Regions from separate parts of the Pan troglodytes genome. Here region 1 is linked to region 2. Evidence: chromatin contacts called from public Hi-C data. All regions are on one chromosome and are shown on one strand. The core of a region is the stretch at or near the end of the contact, and the rest is flanking DNA. Distances in the headings are between cores, read along the strand shown.

Evidence for each region. Hi-C and Micro-C count contacts between places; a contact is called where the count stands out from the background.
Region 1: a contact with region 2 is called in a Hi-C map of stem cell-derived neural progenitor cells, with 4 times the contacts expected there. The contact joins the enhancer-like site here to the promoter of RTRAF in region 2. A contact is called at or near these places in 3 of 7 Hi-C or Micro-C datasets (blood, induced pluripotent stem cells and stem cell-derived neural progenitor cells) and 1 of 1 datasets of contacts at active chromatin or transcription factors (stem cell-derived excitatory neurons).

The regions. Positions count from the first base shown.
Region 1 is chr15:50,129,414-50,135,716 of NHGRI_mPanTro3-v2.0_pri, forward strand. No RefSeq gene overlaps it. Among named protein-coding and RNA genes, the nearest start is that of NID2, 54 kb to the left of the region's middle. Within about 2 kb of position 1,303, at least 7 of the 24 cell types and tissues checked have an H3K27ac peak or open chromatin away from gene starts, as enhancers often do. A contact at or near this core is called in induced pluripotent stem cells and stem cell-derived neural progenitor cells, where this site is marked.
Region 2 is chr15:49,995,667-50,001,433 of NHGRI_mPanTro3-v2.0_pri, forward strand. RTRAF (RNA transcription, translation and transport factor) reads left to right here and starts at 4,287. Exons shown (of 8, transcript NM_001246406.1): 1 at 4,287-4,470. The coding sequence starts at 4,410.

The DNA of each region.
Region 1 (6,303 bases), core at 53-2,552, 130 kb after region 2:
TAAAAGATAAAATGAGTTTATAGTGATATGTCCAATTCAAACGTTAGATTATAAAATTTTTACTTACCTTCTTTGATTTTATGTGCTTATTTGAGTAATCTTATTGTTACTAGTTATTCTGATGTTCTAGAATCATTTATATTTGAAGCAACAGCCAAGGTTTATCAATGCCTGAAAAGTGAAACAGAAATGATAAAGAAAATAAAGGAAAACATCAATGCAGAAAGGAACTATAGTAAATATCTTTAGGGATGTAAAAGAAGATATTACCTCCATGGAATTATTGCAGAGAACTCTTAACCTAGGTTCAGTAGTCTTATTGCCTATTATTTTTAAGCTATATATGTGTTGTAAGCTAAAGTTGATAAGTAATTATGTTAATATAGAGACTGAGCTTTTCAGCATAGGAACAAGAAGATACAAATATAAAATCAAATAAGCAAAAACCCTGTAATCATAAAAAACTGGCAAATGTTATTGAAAGACCACCGTCTGGACACAAGGGCTCCCTGGGAAAACACCACAAGAATGCAATAAGCCAAAGCTCGAAATTCTACAGAACCTATTATCTGATTTCTTCTACAAATGAATAGCATGAAAAGAAGAGAGGAACTAACGTGTATTTTGTATAGATCTTACTTGGTTTCCAACTCAAGCCAACTTCAAAAAAGACATTTTAGACAACAAAAGAAAGTGGATCACCGGGCATTACGTGAGGTGAAAAAATTACTAGTTTTGTTACATATAATAGTAGTACTGTTATTTGTTAAAACTCCTTATCTGCTAGCAATATATTTTGAAGACTTTACAGATGACATGATACTTGGAATGTGTTTTTACATATCTAGAAAAAAACTGGAAGGGACATAAGTGAAACAAACTTGGTCAGATATCGAAGTTAGGTGGTGTGGGATCATCATACTATCCTCTAATTTTTGTATGTTTGAAAATATCCTTAATTTTTAAAGGTTAAAAAAAGACTTTATTTAGAAACACTAAAGAAGACAAAAATAAATGGAGAGATATAAGGATGCTTTAAAAAAGGTAATTAATTAATTACATTATTTAAAAAGCACAAGAAGACAAGAAAGAATCCAGCTCAAATCCTATGTCCCAGGGTCCAGCAACTAGCAGGGTGTGCCTAAAATTCCCCCAAAGCCGCAGCTGAGGACCGGAACTGGAGGGCAGATGTCCCTCCACCCTCCTTCCTAGGGCAGCAATTAGCACTCCAGTCTTCTGGTTGGAGGCTCTTTGTGCAGCAGGCTGCACGTGCAGCCTCATAGTTCACAGAGCCCTTTTGGACATGGAGTGAATAGTTGGTTACATTCTCCACATTTTTATGCAGATGACATTGCTCATGGTGGATACTAGAGCTGGGGCAGCTGATGAGGAAATCACCAGGGGTGGCTCAGAAAAAAAAAAAAAAATGACCTCCCTAAGGGACACTACAGGAAACCAGCCCCGAAGTGATTTCTTTTGAAATTCGGGGCAGCAGCAAGCTCATATTTCTTTTGGTTAGTTCCTTCACCATGGTTGCCAGTCTCAGTACAGCTGAGTGTTCCTATCTCCGCCTCTGTCTCCCTCATCAGCTATTGTTTTACCTCACCCACCCAAGGTATGGGAGGCCTCCATTCCATTTAGAGAGCTCCTGATGCTTCCTGGTGGCTGGTGATGATTCATTTTTATTCCCTTGAATCTTCCCCATGGCCAGATCATTGTTGTCCATATCCTTCCCTCCAGGAAACAACAAAAGGCAATATTTGGTCTTTTGGCTGGAGTCTATGCCGGACCAACACATCCCACAAATGGCTTGAGCTGAGGGTTCCTCCAGCCCCCTGAGATTTCCCAAAACATTTCGAGATAAACTCTAATAGTAGGATACATTTGCTTTCCGGTTGAAGTGATGGGTTATATGATTCATCTGTTCCCTAAGATTTCCAGTTATAGTCATGAAATCTGGCCTCTGCCCCTGATGTAAAACCCTTGTGTTTATAAGAAGTAACCTAAGTAACCTACCACATGTTCAGAGTTGGAAACCTACTTCCTGTCCCCCGAGTTTGTAAACCCAGCAAGATATATTTTCTCTTTTCAGCCATGCTTGAAAAGTTGGTATAACTGAAATAAGTTTTAAATAAGGCAAATTGGAATAAACTCCAACTCAATGATTTCATCTTCCCAATCCTGCCCCAAATCATGGCCATATCAGTGGGATTTCCAATTGCAAACAGCACCAAATTCATGTTAGCAAATTTTAAGGATGAGAAGTGACCTCGGCCATCCAGAATTGGATTTGTAGCAGATGACAAATAAGATGCTTAGCATCACAGACCATCAGAGATGGCCGACTTGAGCCAGCATCGACCCTCTCCTTTCACAGGTGAGAAAACTAAAGTCCAAAGACAGTCTTATTTTAAAGCCTAAATTGCAGGGGTAGCGAGTGAAACCAGTTTCAAAATGAGGTTTACCACAGAGGAGCCCAAACCCACTCTCTCACTCATGTCACATTCTGAAGTGTCCTTCTTACTGGTTTCCAACTCTTCACCTCTCTCTTCTTATCTCTTCCCCCTGCCCTCCACACTGCTCCCTGCTGCAGCCACTTTCTTTGCAGCACAGCCCTGATCATATCTCCCCTGGTTCAAAACTATTCCATAGTTCTCGGCCTTGGCTGTTCCCAATGACATTCCAGTTGAACTTCATACTTCACTCGCGTGCCCTGCCCAGTCCATATGGAAAAGTAGCTGCTCCCAAGAGAGCTTTGTGCCTATCTCTTTTCCCATGTGATTTTCTCTGCCCAGAAGATTCTTTCTCTTTAACAGGCAAGATCCACCTACCCTTTAGAGGCTCGGTTCAGATACCATTTCCTCCACAAATGCTTCATTCACTCTCCTAAGTGAAAGCCAGTTCTCACCTTTTTGTCTCTTTGCACTGTAGATCTCTATTTTGGCAGGTAACACATTCTATTTCATGTAATACTGTAGTTAATTACGAACATTCTGCATCTTCCCACTTGACACTAAATTCCTGTAAGTGAGAAACTAGATCTTACTTACAACCCCAGCACAGTTATTTGTTTAGAGTGAACATCATTTTTTAAAATTAAATTGGGTTGAAATCCACTATCTTTGGAAACCCAACAGCATTTAGGCATATAATTCTAAAGAGCTGAAATTTAATGTTTTATGTACTTCTATCCTTGATAATCTCAGGTACGCTGAAGGACATTTTTATCTCCTATAATGTGTCATGGATAAAAATAGGGAGCATTCTTTTTTCATTGCTATTAGGTCATGCTCATGTTCAACTTATTTTCTAGAGTTGGGGTCTCACTATGTTGCTCAGGCTAGTCTCAAACTCCTGGGCTCAAGCAATCCTCCTGCCTCAGTCTCCCAAAGTGCTGGGATTACAGGTGTGAGCCACTGTGCTCAGCCAACATGTATTTATTTAATACACCTAGAATGCAGAAAACACTGTGTAGGTTACTGCGGGGGTAGAGAGGTGAATAAAATCTGGGACCCAGACCATAAAATAGTTGTGATGGGGGGCCAGGTGCGATGGCTCACGCCTGTAATCCCAGCACTTTGGGAGGCCGAGGCGGACAGGTCACGAGGTCAGGAGATCAAGACCAGCCTGGCCAACATGGTGAAACCCCATCTCTACTAAAAGTAAAAAAAATTAGCCGGGTGTAGTGACGTGCGCCTGTAGTCCCAGCTACTTGGGAGGCTGAGGGGGGAGAATTGCTTGAACTCAGGAGACGGAGGTTGCAGTGAGCCGAGATCAGGCCACTGCACTATAGCCCAGGCAACAAAGTGAGACTCCATCTCAAACAAACAAACAAACCAACAAAAATAGTTGTAATGGGTTTACTTTCACAGCTATGAACTCAAGGGCCAACCCAGGCATCAACTCTTAGACATTTCACAAATAGCAACTGCTAATCACCCCTGTCTGCTATTAAAGAAAGTTGTGAAAGACTAACAGCCTTAGGAACTACCCTTAGTAAGGAATCAGAAGATCATGGGTCTACTTCAGACGGATTCTACCAAATTTCTATCAGCATGGCCTTGGACAAGTTGCTTATTTCTATTCATCTTCCTCATCAGCAAAACAGACTCTTCATGAAAGGGCTCTTCATGGGTTCCTTCAAGGACATAGGTGTGTTAAAGCAAAATAAATATAGCCTGAGAAGGACTCCATTCTTCTATATTTGAGTCCTTGGGGATGAACTGTAACCTAGCTTAATAAACAAGATTGAAAACCTAACTTAGGAGTATGCATCTGGAACAATAGCTGAGTCTTGGCCAATCCCAGCAGCCGTACTTCAACTACTCACACACTGATGAGTGTTCAGACTGTGTTCAAAAAAGGCAAATGCCAACCTGCAATCAATCCAGTTGTTCTGTACGTCACTTCTGGTTTCTGTACTTCATTTCCCTTTTTTTGTCTATAAATCTTCTTCCACCACGTGGTTGTGCTGGAGTCTCTGTGAATCTGCTGTGACTCTGGGTGCTGCCCCATTCGCAAATTGTTCATTGCTCAATTAAACTTCTTTAAATTTAATTCAGATGAACTTTTTCTTTCATCAGGTGTCACCTAACATACAAGTTTGTGGACCAATTCTGCAAACATATGGTATGAATTAAAGCAGTGGTTCTCAAAGTGTAGTTCCCAGACCAGTAGCATCTGTTGGGAACGTGATAGAAATGCACATTCCCAGGCCCCACCCTTAACCAACTGAATCAGAAACTCTGGGGCTTTTTGTCTGGGGGAACGTTGGGTTCTGGTGCTTCCTCTTTTCCAAGTGGAGGGTGGTGCTGATGCTGTGGGCAGCTGAGTTGGGGTAGGCTCTCCCCATCCTACCAGCTCATCCTCCAGACTAGGCTAGAGTCAGCTCGCCTAGCTCCTGAAATACTTCTGCTTGCCAAGGCACCAGGAGCCCATAACACCTACTCTGTGAGCTTTCCTCACAGAGGGAAGGCTCTGTCTGAGGTTTAGTGAACAATGATTGCGAAAATACTTTGAAAATTGAGAGGGGCCATGCAAATGTAAATATTGTTAAAGTTGCCAACTCTTTAGGAAAGAGATGTGTGAAACGGGAAAACAGAATACAAGGAAAAGACACTGGTGACAGATTCTATAAACTACTCTTAACTCCTGAAGAATCGCCTTTTTCATTCTATACACAGCTTCCCTCCCTTCATTTTGTCCCGCTTGTCTACAAATGTAACAAATGTGCCAGGTTTGGTGGCTCACGCCTGTAATCCCAGCACTCTGGGAAGCAGAGGCAGGCGGGATCACCTGAGGCCAGGAATTCGAGACCAGCCTGGCCAACATGGTGGAACCCCATCTCTACTAAAAATACCAAAAAAAAAAAAATTAATTAATTAGGCTTACTCCAGCTACTCAAGAGTCTGAGGCACGAGAATCCCTTCAACCTGGGGAGAATCACTCCAACCTCTGTTGGAGTGAGCTGAGACCGTGCCACTGCACTCCAGCCTGGGCGATCAGTTTGAGAGTCGGTCTCAAAACAAAAAAGAACCTGAATTGTTTGGCCGGGTGCAATTACTGATGCCTGTAATCCTAACACTTCAGGAGACCGAGCCAGGCGGAACGCTTAGGTCCAGGAGTTCGAGACCAACCTGGGCAGCACGGTGAAACCCCATCTCTACAAAAATTGCAAAAATTTACCGGGCGTGGTGGTGTGGCGCCTGTTGTCCCAGCTACTCAGATGCTGAGGTGAGAGGATCGCTTGAGCTTGGGAGGTCGAGGATGCAGTGAATCCAGATCGTGCCACTGCACTCCAGCCTGTGTAACAGAGAGAGACTGTATCTAAAAATAAAAAATTAAAAAAAATTAAAAAGAATCTGAATTGTAGTTCAGACCCATAACCTACCACACACAAAAATCTCATCCTCTTCACTCCTGCCTAAGAGAGACAGATTTGTTCTTTACCAAATGCAAAGTTATCTGGTCTCTTTAATTTCTTCTCTCCCTCTTCTGGCAAACTGCCTAGGCGAAGACACTTTCCAGATCAAGCGGTGTCATGGGGCAGCAAATGACCTTAAGTCATTAAAACAGAGTTTTAGTGACTCTGCTGCTGTTTACTACACAACCTTGGGCAAATCCCATCTTGACTTCAGAGTATTTGAGTGGAATGTATGCGTAGTATTTGTAAACTAAAAACATTTACAATATAAGTGATAGATCATATTGCTGTTAGCAAAGCACAGGTTGCCTAGTAAAACTATCCTGGTCAAGATCTTTGGTTTTCAAAAGAAGAGCATTTGTAGACAAAGGAGGAAGTCA
Region 2 (5,767 bases), core at 3,037-5,536:
CACCTCCTTCCCATCCTATGTTTAGTCCCACCAAGTCCGTGGATCTTTCTTTCCTTTCTCTCTGGGATCTGTCCTCATGTTAGAACTATTCAGTTGTAAGTTACAAAACCCCAACCAAATCTGGCTCAAGTATAAAATAGATTTTATTGGATCACATCTCAGAAAAGTTGCATCTAGCTCCCTACCAGACATTTTTGGGAATGGCCTGTCTGTGCTTCTTGGCTGTATTGTCCTCTGTGTTGTTTTCACTGTTCGGCAAGTGTTTCCTCTGCAGTATTAGATGCGGAAGGTGAATGCTTTATGCTGTTTGCATGACTACATAAATTCCTATTCATTCCTATTCGTTTTCTACCAATAAAATTGAGTTCTACTGCCCTGCTATTTTGCTTTTAATGCTAAATCATGAAATTCCAGAGCTTGACCTTAAAAAGCAGCAAGTTTTCATATTTAACGTAAAGAGTCTCAGAAAGAGATAAAGGAGATGTTTGCTCATCGGGAGGCTCCCCCAGGGAGAGAGACCTTTCTGCATTATACAACTTGTTCCAAAAATTCTGATTTCATGGGGTGTTCAATTGATAACATTCATTAGAATATAAAACCTGTTTTTCTGTGCACTGTAGAGACTTTTGTGGCTATTCCTGGTTATTACCAACTTGTTCTGTTCACTGTTTTCGGAAGACTAATTTGAACAAAGGCTTCTAGTAAAACTGCCAAGACTTTAAAAGTTGTTACAAGTTGTGAAACTGTCCTTCAAAGAGCAACTTGTACCTCTGACTGGTTGCCTTTCTTGATAATGTGTTGCCCTGGCAATACCGTTGAAATGGCCACCTCTACATTTCTGCAACCATATATGCCCTTGCAAATATTTTAGGTTTTGTGAGTCATGTGGTCTATGTTGCATTTATTCAACTCTGCCCTTGTAGCACCAAAGCAGCCAGTTAGCAAATGGGCATGGCTGTGTTCCAATACAACTTTATTTATGTACACTGAAATTTGAATTTTATATAGCTTTCACATGTCATAAAATATTATTATTCTTTTGATTTTTCAACCATTTAAAAATATAAAAACCATTCTTATCTTGGTTTTTTTTTTTGAGTACTCCATCTAGAAATCTCTTTCCCCAGATATTTGTGTGGCTAACTTCCTTACCTCCTTCTAGGCTTTCCTTACACTTCACTGTCTCAATGAGGCCCAACCTGACCATCTTGTCTAAAACTGCAACACCCATTATATCCCCACCGCTATTTGTTACCCCACTTACCTTGTTATAATTTTCCTATAGTACTTAGAACCTTCTGAATAGTAAATAATGTATTTATTTATTATTGTACTGTTTGTCTTCCCTTGCCCAATGATAAGCTCCCTGAGGTCAGGGTTGTTGTGTTTAAGCTCTCAGATGACTCCAAAATGCCTACAAGATTGCCTGGCATGTAATTGACACTCTAAACACTTTACTGAACAATTCAACAGATGAATTAATAGCCTGTCAAACCTATGATCAACCATTAGATTGGAGTTCAGGTCATTTGATAATAAAAGTTGATTTCCAGATCCTTCCACCAAAAAGACACATGCATTCTCATGTTCATTGCAGCACTGTTCACAATAGCAAAGACATGGAATCAACCTAGATGCCCATCAGAGGCTGACTGGATAAAGAAAATATGGTACATATACCCCACGGAATACTATGCAGCCATAAAAAGAACAAATATTATGTCCAAATTTGCAGCAATATGGATGCAGCTGGAGGCCATTATCCTAAGCAAATTAACACAGGAACAGACAACCAAATACCACAGGTTCTCACTTATAAGTGGGAGCTAAACACTCGGTACTTATGAAAACACACACACAAAAAAGTTGGTTTCCTTTTCTTGAAGTATACAGAGGGCTTGGTCTTCAGAAATGGAATTATGTAAGATTCACTTACTGTTGGACACTCCATTCAGAATAGGTCAAAGAACTCCTTCAAATTCAGAGAAAAAAAAAGATAACTGGGTTTTAACATAAAAAATGGATTAATATTTATTTTATACTTCTTTCCCAAAGTTTGCTTTATCCCCTGCTCAAGTATCCCCTGATACTTTAGCATTCTGCATCATCTGAATCTTCCTCCAACCTCCCCACTCCTGGTGGTGGCCAGGGCTGATGACTAGGGACAGTCTTAAGTTGCTGACAATGGGGACCCTGAAGTGGAAAGACTAGGCCAGGAGCAAACAACTTCATTTTCTGCCTTGAAAGGTCAATTTCAGAAAACAAATGGTAAGAGATGTTTTTCCTTATTTTTTTAAAGAAATTCATGGTCTGCAATTGTATTTTTCCCCCTTTTTAATTTATTATTTATATGTAAGTACTTATTATTTTCCCTTCCATGATTGGTTCATTCTTTCATTTTTTGGTTAGTATTTCATTAATTATACAACTAGCATGCACTACAATATGAGATTATAGCCATATCTTTGATCAAATTTTGTTGGAAATGAGACACTCTCGAACTGATTTTCTTGATTCACTCTATAAGCACCTTAATTGAAAAATACAGATTATCTTACAGTGCCCCCTTAAAACTAAAGCTGTATTCTAGCCTCTGTACTTCTTTTTATTATTATTATTTTTGAGATGGGGTCTTACATGTTGCCCAGGTTGGTGTGATCATGGCTCACTGCAGCCTCAACCTTGCAGGCTCAAGTGATCCTCCCACCTCAGCCTCCTGAGTAGCTGGGTCCACAGGCACACACGAGCATTCCAGGCTAATTTTTCTTTCTTTCTTTTTTTTTTTTTAGTTTTCATAGAGACAAAGTCTCACTATGTTGCCTAGGCTGGTCTCAAACTCCTGGGCTTGAACTACCCTCCCACCTCAGCCTCCCAAAGTGCTGGGACTACAGGCATGAGCCTCTGCACCTGGCCTGTACTTCTTTGTAGTACATTTTATATTTCTTGTAATTCACTTACTCTTTCTAACTCCAGATTATAAGTATTTATTTACACATCTATATTTGTCATTATACTTAAGCTTCCTGAAAATAGACTATAGTTTACTCATTTGTATGCTCCTCAGATCCTAAGTGTTTAATTAAAATCTTAATTAATGAAATGAAATGAAACATACATAGTTGGCTTACCCCCAAGAATTTCAATAGCTTCCCTTAGCTTGCCATGAGAGGCTTTTCCTTATCAGACTCCTGCCTTTGTCTATAGTCTTATCCGCTGTCATTCCCTCTCACCCTCCAGCCCCTATAAGCTCTAGTCCCTCTGGGCCATGCTGTTGCTCATTTCTTGCCTTTATACATCCTCTTCCCTCAAACTAGGTTACCCTTTTGACTGCATGGTGAATGCCTCACCATCTTCAAGCCTTAGTTTATACTTATCTGTTTATTGTTTCCCTCATTAGCCTTTTAAACTCCATGAAAATAGGGGCCTGGTCTGTCTTGTTCACTGCTCTCTCTCCACTGTCTGAAAAGCAAGTAGAGACTGGATCAGGAAAGATCTTAAATACAATAAGGAGTTTTGATTATTTCTAGGGGGTAACCAGGAACCACTAAAACATAAGCAGAGAAAGTTATGTACAGGTTTTTGCTTTAGAAAAATCTCTCTCATCGCTGTATGGAGGAATGGTTTGGAGAAGGCAGGACTGGCCCTAAGAAATCAATCAGATAATTAGAGTAAGCAAAAGTGATGAGGATCTGATCTGTGGCTGTATCAGTGGGGTCCGAAAGGAGGTGAGGGATTTGAGAGTTAGGAGAGACAGAATGGCAGGAATTGGTGACCTACTGGATGCTGTGACCGAGGGTGAGGGGGAGTGAGGGACGATCTCGGCTTCAGATTTCACTCTGGCTGAGGATATCTGGAACGATCGCATCGTATTAACAATTGTATGTTTACCTGTGGATCACTCCCAACTAGTCTGAAAGCATCTTACTATAGGGACCTTGCTTTGTAGTCTTTGTATTACCAGTGTTAGAAGAGCACCTGTTATGTAGGAGGAGTAATAAAATGAATGAATGCACTCAAAACACTAAACAGTAATTCTGTAATCCAACGGGAGGTACAGCGAATACCAAAAGCCTACATATACTATTCTCTGCATGCTATAGCAAGAAAGAAAGGAAAGTGGCTTCCCAGTGGTTTTCTGCCTATTGTACAACCAGGAAGCTGACAATAAAGTTTATTTGAGCGTCGACGTGCGCCGACGTGGCCCCGCCTCCCCAGCCGGAGCCGCGATTGGTGGGCATTTGCCGGCGGCCACCGCTTTTAAGCCACGATTGGGGAAGGCCGCCGTCATTTCGGAGCGTCTCAGCGCCTGCCCGCCCTCTCGCCGCGTCGCCGGTGCCTGCGCCTCCCGCTCCACCTCGCTTCTTCTCTCCCGGCCGAGGCCCGGGGGACCAGAGCGAGAAGCGGGGACCATGTTCCGACGCAAGTTGACGGCTCTCGACTACCACAACCCCGCCGGCTTCAACTGCAAAGGTGAGGCGGCGGCCTCGGCCCGGCCGCGTGTCCCTGACCTGGGCGGAGGTCCCAGCCTCAGTGCCCGCACCCCACCTCCCCGCCGGGACCCTCGGCGGCCTGGTTTCCGCCGGCAGCCTCCGGGCCCCTCTCCTCTGGGTCGCCACGTACCTCGGCTCTTCGCCGCCCCTTCCCGCCTTTAAAGCCCTCTCACCTACTCCTGTCTCGGCATGTTACTTTCTGCACTTGCTTAACTCCAAGCACCACGTAACTACCTTCTCTGTACATAAAAGGGAGAGCATTCGTCTTTCTCACTCACTATTCAACTCCATGGTTCCCTGGGTAATTAGGCGATACCTTGAGCACCTGCTAATTATGGGCCAGCGCGGTGCTGGATTCTGAGGAAGGTGCTGAGTAACTTGAAGACTAGTTCACTGCCTGCCAGGAGCTAAAGGGACGAGGGGTGGAAGCAATCAGAACCCACTGAGCAGTTTGAGACAGTACACAATGAAATCAGGACCGATCACAGTGGGAGGGTAAGCGCGTGTAGTAACGGGCTAGTTGTGTTATGTGGTGTTGCAAAAAAGTTAATAGCAGATGAGTGGGAGGGTTGAATTGTGAATACAAAGGTATTTGGGATTTTACAGCATTAGAATTTTAAAAAGTAATAACGTTGCTACTCACTGTAACTAAACTGCTACCCACCACTACTCGTTTCCTTTGTATAGTTGTGGCCTGTGATAGACTGGTAAGTTTGAAAGTGATCAAGTATAATTTGTGATACTCAGACCACTGTGTAATTCTCAAGACCCTATAATGGAAGCTTGAATTTGACTCACAAATTGAAAATAATTTTTAAGCAGGATGACAGTGTTTTGTTGATCGCCTGTAGAAGCATATCAAATTATAATCTATTGTTTTTCTACTTTAACAAAAAAGTATCAGTGACAATAGAGCCTTGTTCTGGATTGGAATCTTTGAGTCTCAATGTTCTTATCTGTAAAATGGGATATTACCTACCTCAAAAGAGGTATGGGGAGGATTAAACGAAACAATTATGCACTTAATGTGCAGTTAACATTCCATGACAACAGTTGTCACAGTGTCTTTTTTGTCATTTAATTTCTTTTACTTATTATTTTGTTATATATTTTACTTTATTACTTTGCTATAAATTTAACCTTGCCCTCCTTCCCCTTTCTGTCCGCAAAGGAACTGGAATATTAATATGTAACACTTAAATAGCAAAACTATGTGCCAGGCAGTGTTTTTATCCGTATTTATTTTATTTAAGAAACTTCTTAAATAAAACAACTTC